3 separate regions of the Mus musculus genome follow, and all the other regions are linked to region 3. The links are chromatin contacts, called in public HiChIP or PLAC-seq maps. All regions are on one chromosome and are shown on one strand. The core of a region is the stretch at or near the end of the contact, and the rest is flanking DNA. Distances in the headings are between cores, read along the strand shown.

Region 1 (4,349 bases), core at 1,846-4,345, 310 kb before region 3:
AGTGTGAGAACGTGTCAGCACACACGCACACACACACACACACACACACACACACACACACACACACACAGAGACTGGTATCTGGGTAGACCCAATCAACTGAAGAAGACCGTGGGAAGACCAAGGGGTTTCCTGTTGACAATGGGCTGCCCTTGGCTGGTGATAGAGTTTGGAGACGAGAAGGGAAAGCTACTGCTAAGCAGTTACTATGTACCAGACAGATGCACCCACAGTCTATGCTACACCCCCCCTAGAGCCCCTATTTGTGAGGTGGGCCCCCATTTTCAAGACTAGGCTATGAGGTTTGGGTAGCTCCAGTGGCCTACCCAAGGCTACCCTGCAACGAGAAGGCTGGCTTTACCCCAAGCATCTCTCTACCTGTCCCTCCTTAGCTCCAAGTTAGTGATGGGAAACTCTGCTGTGCTGGCTACACTGACATCCAGATACGGTCAGCGCTGTAACCAGGGCTCCAGAAGAACCGGCTGGAAAACACTGGTGGGGTGGGACAGCTAGGTCTACTGGGTCCACCTCCATTTCTTCCCTATGGCCCAGTGTCCAGTGGTCATGAGCTCCTGTCTCCACCTGGACTGGGCTTAGAGCAGGACACTTCCTGGCATAGAATACCTGGCCTTGTCACTGTCTACCTCAGTCTTAGCTTCTTCACTTTTTAAAAAGCAAGAGCTGGGGACAGAGAAGTGGCTCCGTCAGAGTGTAGGCCTAGTATGCACAAGGCCAACGTAGTTTGAGGCAGGTGTGGGCTACAGGAGATCCTATTTCACATAAATAGGGGAGGAGTGAGATTTGACATGACTGTGCAGTGGGCCCTGAGGGGTGTGGTCTGGGAGTTTCTGACAGGCTGCCTGGATCTGCCCTATCCTTCATTTGACCACACTGCAGGCTGACTTTGCATCTATCAGTGGATGCCCTCTGCTAGTCACAGCTACCTCAGACCCAAAGGGACCTCCATAGAGGACCCCAAGGGTGAGGACACCCCGCATAGTACCACCTGGCTTGAAAACAGTCAGAGGGAGTAAACCATTCAACAGAAAACACAGGAATGGCCCGGAGATGAGAGAGCTGGCCCAGGAAGGCTTTGAGGACAGCACAATCAGAGAGCTCTTGGTCAATGGGTCACAGGGTCACACCCAGCCTCGAATTGCTAAGAGTGTGGCCCAACATAAAATCTTAAGAGGTTGTGTGTGTGTGTGTGTGTGTGTGTGTGTGTGTGTCTGTGTGTGTGATTTTACTGCAATGTCTTTCACTGTAGAGACATTGAACATGACTGATAATGCAGAGAAGTCCAAGAAAGATGGAAGAACAAAATTATACCACTGAATCTGGAAGGCATGGTCCACGATTGAGCCGGGCATTAGACTGTGTATGGCCGCTGTGGCTGGATGGCAGCTGGGGCCTTCTGTTATCCAGACCCAGGATCTGGTCAGTACTTAGAACCTGGGAGCCAGAGTGAGTTTAGCCCTGTAGCTGGAGGCTCTCTGGAACTTCCGTTGGGTGAGGAATGGTTGTTGGCGATCCCAGAGATGAGGTAGCCTCTGAAAAGGTACACAACTCTTCAGCGACTGCCCGTGGCTCTTGATGTTCTGACTGAGATCTTCCATGGCTGCACAGCCCAAACCAGAGCCAAGATGGATGGCTGTCTATGGAGAAACTTCTGGAACTTCTGGTCAGGTCTGTCTCCAACATGGCACCCATGGTGGCAGTCATTACTCTCAGCTTTGGTTTCCCCAAAGGTACAAGCCCTCCCTGGAAGGCTGCTGGGATAGGCATGTCAGGGGGCAGGAGGAAGCCGTGATGTCTGGTGCAGGACCAGTGTGAGATGCAACTGCTGTAACCACAAGCCCTGCCCAGGGAGTGCCGGGGCAAGGTGACACAGTGCAGATTCAGGCTGGCATTATAAAGAACCTACTGAGTTCCAGACTCTTGGCGCTGCAGAGGGCTGGAGGAGAGGGAAGTTTTCTGTTCTCACCTTTTTTGTTTTTGCTTTTTAAAATTTACTTGTTTCAGAACACGAGGCCTTGTGTGTGATAGGTGAGTGATCATCTGAGCTTTGTCTCCTCCAGCACTTTTGTTATTGTTATTGTTGTTGTTGTTGTTGCTTAGATGGAATCTCTCTATAGAGCCCTGGCTGTCCTGGAGCTTTTTAATGTAGACCAAGCTGGATTCAAACTCACAGAGATCCTCCTGCCTCTGCCTCTGCCTCCCGAGTGCTGGGAATGAAGGCGTGCACCACCCACCATACCTGGACTTTTTGATACAGAGGTTGAGTAAATTGCTTCTCCTGGCCTTGAGCTTGCACAATCCTCCTGCCTCAGCCTCTCAGTAAACTGGACCCAGCTTGTCCTCCCTGTTAATGACGTGAACCCGGAGGCGAGGGATAGGAAGGACTGTTTCTTAAGCGGAATGTAGAGTAATTGGGGGGGGGGCATGTTCCAGTTTCCCATGCCTGAAGAGCCCAGTGTGAAGAGCTGCAGGGTTTCCCAGTGTCTGGTGGGGACTTGGCAGCACAAGGGGCAGGGGGGAGTAAGGTGGGCAGTCCCCAGTCTCATAAACCCCAGGAGCGGCCAGAGGGCAAGGCAGCTGAGCTGTTGGGTCTCCCTTCCTTCCCCAGGCTGTCCCCTTTGCCCTTTTGTTCCTGTAACTGCAGAGGATCCTCTGATGGCCTTAATTGTCTAGTCCTGGATTCTACCATTGTTTCCCCAGCCAGCTCTGTCTGTCTGTCCTTCCCGCTCACTCACCTCACCCAAAAGGAAAGCACCCATGGGCTGCCCTGGCATTTTGCTGGGCTGGATGGGCAGCACAGAGGCTTGGGGGCACAAGGGCCAGTCAGGGGAAAGGCAGGGGGCTGGCACTGGCATTTGTAGCTGGCACTCATGCCTCCTCGCCTGAGCCAGCCTGGCTGGTATTTCTCCTCAAGCAGAGATTCAAGCTATAGAATAGCCAAAGGCCAGGTGCCTGGCTCCAGGGAGCAGGTGAACAGCTGCTAATTGTCACGGGGCACCTACTGTCCCAGGCAGGAGCGGAAGGAGCACCGTGGGGACAGCCATGATGGCCACTTCACAAAGGCCTCTTTGTTCCCTTCTGCTGCGGAAAAGTGGGTCGCTACTTGCTTGCTGAGAGGGGAGGCAGTGTGGATGGGGTGCGGGGGATGGGGCCTGCCGCCTGCCTGGGGAGCTCGAGGTGGGGTGAGGCAGAGGCTAGGCAGCCTGTGTGGAGGTTCCTGAGGCTAGAGCTGCCTGAGAGGGCGGGGTTAGTGGCTTCTAGGATAGCCACAGCTGCAGGGAGTGGCATCTTGGCTCAGGATCTTCCCTCTTCCTCCTCCTCCTCCTCCTCCTCTTCCTCCTCCTCCTCCTCCTCCTCCTCCTCCTCCTCCCTTTTTCTGCCTCTGTTAAGCAGGTGAAGATGGAAGGGTTCTGGGACCAGGCCCCACATTGGGATGTACAGTCTAGGGCCACAGCCATTGGAGGCCATGACCATGGATCCAGAGAGATGGGTAGAGTATTTTCTGTGGTATCCCCAGAACCTATGAGAAAGCCAGGCATTGTGCACTCCCATAATCCCAGGACTGAAGGGAGGGAGGGAGGACAGAAGCGGGCAGATCCCAGGGGCTTGCTGACCTCACAGTCTAGCCATAAGAGAGCCTTCCGAATCCTTGAGGAGCTATGGAGGAGAAACTGAAAACAGACATTCCAACATCAGCCTCTGGTCTCCACACATGCCTGCATGGGGGTCGGAGGATATACTTGCACACACACACAAATACACATGAATACACACAAACACAAATATTCATACATACATACATACATACATACATACACATACATACACATTATATAAGGACATGCCCACAAACACACATACATACAAACATACATATATACACACATAATACACACATGCACACACAATACACATAGACATCCACAGTACACACATACATACATGCAAACATACATATACACACATATGCACATACATACAAACTCACACTTACACATATTAATAAAAAGATGAAGTCTTTCAGTGTCCATATGACAGAATGAACTAACCAAATTCAGTCTCTACCTGGTGAGAACGTCGTAGGTGCTGGTGGCCGATGGCCACTGTGAGGGATGGTTTAGAGGGACTTTTCTACCTCAGCAAGTCCCATGGGTGGGTGGGGCTGTGTCGCATTCCTTTGCGGTGGGGACGGGTGTACTACTACAAGTGGGGTTGGGGTGGATGCTCTTGTAGCTTTCCTTTTTCAGGTTGTCCTTCCCCACCCAGGACAATACCTCAGGGGATGCTAGCCATCTTGAGATCTCTGCTATCATCCTATAAGCAAAAAGATA
Region 2 (4,300 bases), core at 1,660-4,159, 330 kb before region 3:
AAGTGAGCCTGAGGGAAGGAGGGTGGAGGACAGGAGAGCCTGAGGGGAGGAGGGTGGAGGACAGAAGAGCCTGAGGGGAGGAGGGTGGAAGACAGGTGAGCCTGAGGGGAGGAGGGTGGAGGTCAGGATGATAGAAGAGAGTCTTCCTCTGGTGTGGCTCCCATTGTACAGCCTCTGGGTGTCTGTCTTTAGTGTGGGAGTCATGGAAGCCAGACCAACATCTAGGAGATCATATCTGCTGAACCGAGGCTCCAGTGCTTGTTAAGCTGGTTGTCAATCCTCTGCTCTGTACTGCCCCACCCCACCCCCACTCCCACCTAGGCCTCTCCACAGGGCTGCTGACAGCATAGCTTCTGCCTTTATAAGAGTAAGCAAGGGGCAGAGACAGAGAGATTGTCACCTGTGGTCACCTCATCTTGGAGCTGGCATCCATCACTTTGCCTGCTGTATCTAAGATGCCATTATAAGGGCAAGCCAGTCTCAAGGAAAGGGACATGTGTGAGCACCCAGAGGCTGTACAGTGAGAGAGAGTCACTCCGGAGGAAGCCTTCCATGCCTGAACAAGCACTGCCTAGGAGAAAGGACTCTGAGATCAAAGATTTGCATCTCTACCCCCAGGAAAATGACTGGCATCAGAGAGACACCCAATAATTTTCAGTGGATCAGCCCAAAGTTCCCTCTGCCAGGAAAGGGATGGTAAGGAGGAATGGTGTCCTGTGCTCTCTGTTTTCTTCTGTGCTCCAGGCAGGACTACTGCCAGCCTGACCACCCATATCTCAAAAAGGCAAGCTCCACCCAGTAAACTGTGTGAAAACCAGGTTTGCGGCTGGTAAGGCCTCACTGTATTTGATCTGGGCTGTCACTTGCCTTAGATAACGAACGCTTCCTCTCTGCTGGAATCAGAGCCTACGCATCTCCACTGATGCCTTCTTGGCTGTGTCTCTGGTTGTATTCATCAGGCTGGTGTCACCTGTCTCTGGCCCTAACCAGGGTCTCCTGCCTGGAAGCCTCTCTACCCATCCCTTCTTATTCCTTGCTTTGCTCTGCAGCCAGAGAGGCAACAGGGAAATGCCTGTTAGGGTTAGAGGTAGGGTTCCTGTGCAGAGCGTCTGCCTGGAACCCATGGTGAAGGCAGGGAGGATGACTCGTGGTAAGCTTTCCCTAGAATCCATTCTTATGCATCCTGATTGTCACCTACTCCAGGAAGCCCTCTCAGCTGCACCCCGCCCCCTTGGCTACTATGCACATCACCTGAGGCCAGTTACAATCTGAAAGTATCTTAACCCAGTTCTCGTCTTGGAGTTTGTTTGTTTGTTTGTTTGTTTTTTGTCCCCTGCCGGCAGACATCCAGTTCCCCAGAGCTGAGGTTACTGGTGGTCTCAGCTGTGCTCTAAAACCAGTATACTTTAATTAGTCCCCACTTCCAGAGGATGGCAGCAGCTTCAGTCTCAAACCTGCCCAAGAACTCACCGCCTCCAGCCTTCCCTGGACATGGCTGCCAGATAAATCCAGGGAAGCACAGCTTGGAGACTGTACCTTGGTGGCTCCTGTAACTCCTGCTTCCGCATTCACAATGCCACCGTGAAGTGTTGTTGAGTCAGCTCTTCTAGGAAGTCCCCCTTTGCCCCCACACGTGCCTCTGTTGTAGGGATGGGAAGAACCAGGGATTCTGAGCCAGGGTGGAGTTCACATCTCTGCTTTTCTATTTGTCCCAGTGCAGCCAGGAACCTGAACCTGCTTACAAGGCACGGCCCTAGCTAACCTCAGTAGGAAGACTCTTACCTAAGCAGGTGAGAGCAGCCTGAGGTTCTTCTAGATTTAATGGAAACAGATGAGACACACACACACACACACACACACAGACATACTCACACACATACACACACACACACACACACACACACACAGACATACTCACACACATACACACACACACACAGACACACACATGCACCCCACACACAGACAGACACATACTACTTAACTATCCCACAGTGTACTTCCTCTGTTCTTATTGGTCAATGAGCTACTTCCATCAAGACCTTCCTAGGTGAGTACGATGTTGGCTGAATCTGGCTGGTCTGGCTGGCTGAGTGTGTGCCTCCTTCCTCCATCAACACTCTACACGTATTGAAGAAGCCATATGGCCAGTGGGAAAAGATGGATTTTCTCCATAGAGAGAGAGAGAGCTTTTCTTCAGTAAAGGAGGGAGGAGCCATGCTCATTTGCTAGAACACCCAGAAAAACTCTGATGGTCCACTTGCTCGAGAGCATGGAGTAGTCAGTGTTCCAGAGAGACACATTCAGACAAGGTCCTGCAAGTGGCTCCCTCCTCCCACCCCCTTTCTCAGACAAGCTTCCTTCCTCTTCAACCTTTCCCTGCCCTCCAAGCCTTCAGTCTGTGTCCTGTGGTGTTTGGGTTTGTTGATTTCCTTTCTTCTTTATCGCCACTGAATTCCCTTCTTCATGGCCATATGTGTTTGCTCATTCTCCGTGCTCCCATTGGTGCTCTCATCATGTGAACAAGAAAGAGTGTAGCTAGCACCTCCTATCTAGAATGTTTTAGACACCCCCACTCACTTGGTTAATCTTTTTGGAGGCTATGTATCTGAAATGTCTCCCTGCAGGCTTCTGACTTTGAACCCTTGACCCACATCTGGTGGTGCTGTTCGGGAGTTTGTGGCACCTGGCCTGCTGAAGTGGGTCACAGGGGCAGTTCTTTGAGGGTCCTCTCTCAGCCTTGCTTCCAGGATGTTCTTTCTGATTCCTAATCTGTAGCATAAATCGTCTGTGAGCAAGCTCCTCTACCATGGACAGAGCCATTCCTCAATCACCATGGACAGAGCTGCCCAGCCACCACGCCCCCATGGACAGAGTTACTCCACGCTACCATGGACAGAGCTACACCCTACCACCAGGGACAGAGTCATTACTCATCACCATGGACAGAGCTACCCAGCCGCCACGCTACCATGGACAGAGTCACTCCACGCTACCATGGACAGAGCCACTACCCCCACCATGGACAGACCTGCCTCACACAACTATAGACAGAGCCACCCAGCCAACAAGCCTTCCCCAACAGGAGTGACATCCTGTAGGACTGTGGGCAAATCGCTTCTTTCCTCCAGGCACATAGTTATTGCTGTGAGAGAAGAAAGGCAAACAGTGAAGCACCTGTCTACCCCTGTAGAACCTCATCCCCAGCAGTCCTTAGCCATTAATTAGGACCGGCCCCCTCCACCATAGCTTGGTCTGCCCCTTGGGGCTACATTGCATGGATTTTTTTTGAATAGCATTGTTCCTTTCCCAGAGAAGGAAAATGAATTGTTCACATACAAGCAATATTGCTCAGCCTTAAAAGGGGAGGAAATTCAGGGGGCGGGGTGTTTCTCAGTCTGTAAAATGCTTGCTATGTAAGGACGAGGAGCTGGGTTCAATTCCCAGAACCTATTACAAATCTGGGCATGGCAGCACACATCTGTAATCCCAGGGCTGGAGACACAGCAATGGGAGAGCATCAGAACTCAGCCCAGGTACTCTAGCCAAATCGGTGAGCTTCGTGCTCAGTGAGACCATTCTCAAAAACAGTTAGTTAGAGAGTGAGGGGAAGATACCAGAGACTGACCTCAGGCTTGCACATGAATGTGCACACGTCTGTGTCGATACACACACACGGGGGGGGGGTGTTGGTAATATGTATCCTCACATAGATGAACCACAAGAACACTGTGCTAAGAGAAAGAATCTAGTCGTAAGAAGATGAATATCACACTTCACTACTTATCAGGGAATGAACCTAGTATACCCAAAATCAGGACAGAAGGGAGGGCTCTGGTTGGCAGGAGAACCAGCGGGGGAGAAAGGGAAAGGCATGGGATGGAGGTGTTCAGTGAGTGTTCTGCAAGATGACAGAGACCCAGGGATTGATGGAACTGTGATGGCACACCATGGAACATTCTGAGCTGAGCTCTTTAAAATGCTGAGGCTGCCGGTTCTCTGCGGGGTTTGTTTAGCTTCTCGGCAGACAGAGACAAGGGGAAAAGGAACTGAGACTTAAAACACCTGGGTGGTGTGGTCGCAAGACCCAGTCTGGTCTCTGAGCCTCACCTAAGGCCACCAGAGTCTGCTTCTACCTTTATTTGCTCATCAATCTGGATGGATGTAGCTCCTCCTTCGGCAACGCCTGGTCACATAGCATGGCCGACTTGGCCTGTTCTTTTAACCTTCCTGAAGTCTTAAATAAATCCGAAAGAGAACAGAAATAACCAAGGATGGAAAGGTGGGTTTCTGAATCTGA
Region 3 (4,362 bases), core at 1,583-4,082:
TGTCTGGGTCCTCAGCCACCATATTAAGGCGGACACACACACACACACACACTTCCAGATATGCCTTGAGGTGTGTGTGCCTCACCAATCTCCTAGGTGAGTCTAAATCCAGTCAAGTTGACAGTGAAGTTTAAGCATCACCAGGTAAGCTGTCTGTCATCCCTAAGCTTGTGATATTCTGTTTGGTTTTTGTGAGGAATTACCTAGCTGGAGTAATGAGCTTAGCGATAATTGGGGCCTGCTGAAAGAATGCTACGCGCCATGTGGTCGTGTGTGCCATCTCCAGTCTCAGCACACCCTCAGCCTTATTTCTTGAGAAAGAGTTTCTTGTTGTACCTGGAACCCACTGATTTGGCTAGACTGCCTGACCAGGGAGGCCCCAGGGTCCACCTCCTGGTGCTGGGATTGCAGGTGTGTATCACCATGCCTACCATGGTGCCAACCCAAACTCAGGGCCCGTGCCTGCTGAGGCATCTCCTCGCAGAAGCCCGCATCTTGAGGTCTCCACTAATTCCTAATCACACCATGGTCTGGGGGAATGGAGCCCTGAAAAAGTGACACTTAGCAGGAGAGTATCAGAACTGTAGTATCTCACTGGGTAATTGTGCCAGAACTTCCAAGTTCTGCAGGATCCGCTGATGTGGGGAGGCTCTGGGATCTAGACCTAAGGACCAACTAAAGCCACTGAAAAACTCAGGACTCTAGATTCCAAGTTTCAACCTTCCAGTGGATGTCCTTTCCTTGTATTAAGAAGTCTGTAGGAGCCGGGCGGTGGTGGCGCACGCCTTTAATCCCAGCACTCGGGAGGCAGAGGCAGGCGGATTTCTGAGTTCGAGGCCAGTCTGGTCTACAAAGTGAGCTCCAGGACAGCCAGGGCTACACAGAGAAACCCTGTCAAAAAAAAAACAAAAACAAAAAACAAAAAAACAACAACAAAAAAGAAGTCTGTAGGAAGACCAACAGAGTCAACTAACCTGGACCTTCGGGGACTCCCAGAGACTGAACCACCAACCAAAGAGCAAACATGGACTGGCCCTTGGGCCCCTCCCCGAGTACACATATGTAGCAATGTGCAGCTTGATCTTCATGCAGGTCCTCTAACAACTAGAGCAGGGGGTTATCCCTGAATCTGTTGCCTGCCCGTGGATTCCATTCCCCTAACTGAGCCACCTTGTCTGGCCTCAGTGGGAGAGGATGCTCCTAGTCCTGCAGTGACTTGATGTGCCAGGGTGGGGTGATACCCAGGGGCACTTCCCCCTTCTCAGAGAAGGGGAAGGAGGAGTGGAGGGAGGGGCTGTGTGTGGGGGGGGGCTGGGAAGAGGGTGCTGTGATCAGGATGTAAAGTGAATTAATTAATTAATTAATTAATTAATTAATTAATTAATGAAAAATAAAAGAGGCCTGTGGGACCTGGGAGGCCAGCTGCACTATGGTTAGGCAGCCTTCAGGGTCAAAGAGCACAACCGATTTTCAGTGCTGCCTGTGGAGAGCAGACAAGGGCTTAGTCTAAGGCAGCTTCAGATGCCCCCTGGATCTCTGATGAGGCCTGAGTTATCCATCACAAAGAACTGTGGGCCATGTCCCTCCCTCCTCCAACTTATGAATCTGTGTGTGCTTCTTTCTATAGGTGTGAGGACGGACGTGGCCAGGGGTCACCTGTCTCTGCATCTTGGGCCATTCAGAGCTCCGGGCCAGGTCATTGTGAAGAGCTCCACTTCTCTGTAGGCCATTATGGTGAAAAGGAGTTTAGCAGACAAGGGCTCAGGACACGCCCCTTCTGTGCCCAGGCAGAGTGTGATGTCATCAGCAAAGCCAGCATGTATGTTGGGGTCAGAGGACAGGGTGTCAACTCTCACCTCTTCACCTTGTTTGAGACCGTCTCTCTGCCGGTGTGTGTGCTAGGCTACTGAGGATTGCCCTGTGTCTGATTCCGGTTCCCCAGTAGGGATTACATATGTCTGCACGGTTGCATCTACCGTGGGCTTTGGGGGTCTGAACTCCAGCTGTCAGGCTTACATGTCAATCACTTTGTCTCCTGAACCATCTCCCCAGCCCCATACTCCTCACCCTTGCTTTGATGGTCATCAAGCCCTTGGTAGTGGTCACCTGACTCTAAGTCCTAGTCTCTTTGCAGTAGGGTTCTCCCTTCCGTTGAATGCACTGCGTGGATTTTCCCTGTTTTCCCGCGGTTGGACTCCAGGGCCTTGTGCATAAGAGGCAAGCACTCCAACTCCGAGACACTGCCCTCGATGGCTGGCTCTGAATCAGATCGATAACCAAATACAGGCATCCCCATCTCTAAAAACCTTCTGAGATTGCATCGGAGAGAATGGAAGGCGCCTCCGCCTCCGTAGTTTAAACAGAAGGAGTTTTGCCTAGCAAAGGAGCATTAGCAGCCCTCAAACCTTCGAGACGGGAGAAGCAGGCTGTGAGCTGAGCCTTAGGGAAAACCTCCAGTCCCCAGAATCCTTCTGGGTCCCCTCCACCGTTACCAAGGAAACCAACAAATTGGGAAGCTCCTTAAGCATACCAAGCCAGTAAAAAGAGAAGCGCGCACCCCATTTCTCTTCCTATTTAAACTCTTTCCAAGCCCAGTCCTGTTCGTGTGACTCTGGTTGGGGAAGACTGAATCGCATCTGAAAGTCTTCCTTGCAAGAGGGTTATAGGGAAATTGGTTTTCTTTTCCTGGCTTCTTGGTATAAAAAGGCACGCGTGAAGGAGGTTGGAATAAATGTTGAACAAGAGAGCGCGCCGCATCCTCCTCGCCGCTAATCTCTCCACATCTGAGCGGTTCTTTTCTTGAAAGCCTCAGTCAGAAACCGGCTTTGAGCTCACTGAGAGGACGTTTGTCTGTTCAGCTCCACCGGGGGCTTACGGAGTGCGCTTGTTGGGTGGGTGGGGGCGGGGGCTGTTTAAAGCTGCCGCTGAGATGAAGGAAGCTGGGCGTGCTTCCTGCTGGAGTTCCTGGGCTACAAAGGGGCACAAATAAATAGAAAAGAAGCAAAGAAAACAGCAGGAGACAGTACTGTGGGAGGATGGGAGACAGCTCCGTGCAGGGAGTGCTTCCTACAGGCGCCAGCTGAGTTGAGTTCCGAGCCCCAGCTCTGTAAAAGTAAAAGGCAGGGCGGGTGTGACAACGCAAACTCCGAATCCCAGCTCTGGGGAGACTAAGATAGGAGAATCCTTGGGGCATAATGAGCAGCCTGCCTGACTAAACCAGTGAGTTCCAGGTTGAGCGGAAAGACCCTGTCTCAAAACTAGAGCCAGAGAGATGACTCGGTGGTTAAGTGCCCTGGCTGCTCTTGTACCCGACTCCGGTTCAGTTTCCAGCACCCACAGCGCAGCTCACAACCATCTGTAACTCCAGTTCCCGGGGATCCAACGCCCTCCTCTGGCCTCTAGAGGTACTGCACGCACGCGGTACACTGATATCCAGGCCAGTCAAAACACCACAGGCATGAAATAGTCTCTGCTATGGAGATCTCCCGTTTACTTCCAAAGCTTAAGACAGGGTTTCCGGGTCTGAACAGCCCAGCCCACAGGGGTGGCTATGAACCTCATCCAAGCCCACATCCTCCTGCCAAGTAAGGAGGGCTGCATCGTTCCCAGGACAGGCCCAGGTCATAGAGAGCAGGATTGCTGTCCTTCCCTGTCACAGGTCTGCCTCCTTGCTGAGGTAACTCAAGGTCTTGAAGTTCTGAGTCCCTGTTTGGCATTGCACAACAGCATCTTTATCCCAGCCTTGGGGGAAGTCCAGAGTCTCCTTGGCCGCTTCTACCTCCTCCATTCAAGGTGTGTCTGTCCTCTTTCTCATCAGAGCCCCAGCACAGTGGCTGCTAAACTTGGAGCTTTCTTTTGTTTGGGGAAGGGGACAGTGAACAAATGGTGTGTGTATATGCGTGCCCACACACGTGTGCATGAGTGTGCATGTGTGTCTGAGTGCGTTCATGTGTGTACATATGTGAGTGTGACTGTGTGCATGTCTGTGTATGTCTCTGTAAGTGTCTGTGTTTGTTCGTGCTTATGTGCATGCGTGTGTGTGTGTGTGTGTGTGTGTATGTGCATGTGAGTGTGTGCATTTGAATGTGCTTGTGTGTGTGTGTCTGTTTGTCTCTGTGTGTTCCTGTTTGTAGACTGGTATGTGTGCAGGGGTGTGTGTGTGTGTGTGTGAACATTCAAGGAGGCCAAATATAGATATCAAATGTCTTTCCTGACTTGTTCACCCTATTTTTTAGGACGAGGGACTTGAAGCTTGAGAATCTGACTCTGCTGGCTGACCAGCAAGCCCCTGCCTCAGTATCCCCAGCACCAGGACTATAGGCATGCACTGTAGGGCGCAGCTTTTGTGCATGTCCTGAAGAT

What was found. HiChIP or PLAC-seq counts read pairs in DNA pulled down with a chosen protein or histone mark.
Region 1: a contact with region 3 is called in an H3K4me3 HiChIP or PLAC-seq map of forebrain, with 5 times the contacts expected there. The contact joins two enhancer-like sites. A contact is called at or near these places in 4 of 39 promoter capture datasets (the 3T3-L1 cell line, the C10 cell line, embryonic stem cells and 1 more), 4 of 484 Hi-C or Micro-C datasets (the N1E-115 cell line, cortical neurons, nephron progenitors and 1 more), 8 of 115 datasets of contacts at active chromatin or transcription factors (embryonic basal ganglia, embryonic forebrain, embryonic hindbrain and 5 more) and 1 of 9 other capture datasets (embryonic stem cells).
Region 2: an H3K4me3 HiChIP or PLAC-seq map of embryonic midbrain shows a contact between it and region 3, with 3 times the contacts expected there. The contact joins two enhancer-like sites. A contact is called at or near these places in 3 of 39 promoter capture datasets (the 3T3-L1 cell line, embryonic stem cells and hippocampal neurons), 4 of 484 Hi-C or Micro-C datasets (the N1E-115 cell line, cortical neurons, nephron progenitors and 1 more), 8 of 115 datasets of contacts at active chromatin or transcription factors (embryonic basal ganglia, embryonic forebrain, embryonic hindbrain and 5 more) and 1 of 9 other capture datasets (embryonic stem cells).

What each region holds. Positions count from the first base shown.
Region 1 is chr4:140,236,232-140,240,580 of GRCm38.p6, reverse strand. The region is part of intron 1 of Igsf21 (immunoglobulin superfamily, member 21); the gene reads left to right. Among named protein-coding and RNA genes, the nearest start is that of Igsf21, 8.4 kb to the left of the region's middle. Within about 2 kb of position 3,095, at least 38 of the 459 cell types and tissues checked have an H3K27ac peak or open chromatin away from gene starts, as enhancers often do. A contact at or near this core is called in cortical neurons and forebrain, where this site is marked.
Region 2 is chr4:140,257,775-140,262,074 of GRCm38.p6, reverse strand. No RefSeq gene overlaps it. Among named protein-coding and RNA genes, the nearest start is that of Igsf21, 13 kb to the right of the region's middle. Within about 2 kb of position 2,909, at least 51 of the 459 cell types and tissues checked have an H3K27ac peak or open chromatin away from gene starts, as enhancers often do.
Region 3 is chr4:139,924,486-139,928,847 of GRCm38.p6, reverse strand. The region is part of intron 3 of Gm1667 (a long non-coding RNA gene); the gene reads right to left. It overlaps 4933427I22Rik (RIKEN cDNA 4933427I22 gene), which reads left to right. Exons shown (of 3, transcript NR_045159.1): 3 at 1,628-2,737. Among named protein-coding and RNA genes, the nearest start is that of Gm1667, 16 kb to the right of the region's middle. Within about 2 kb of position 2,832, at least 58 of the 459 cell types and tissues checked have an H3K27ac peak or open chromatin away from gene starts, as enhancers often do. A contact at or near this core is called in cortical neurons and forebrain, where this site is marked.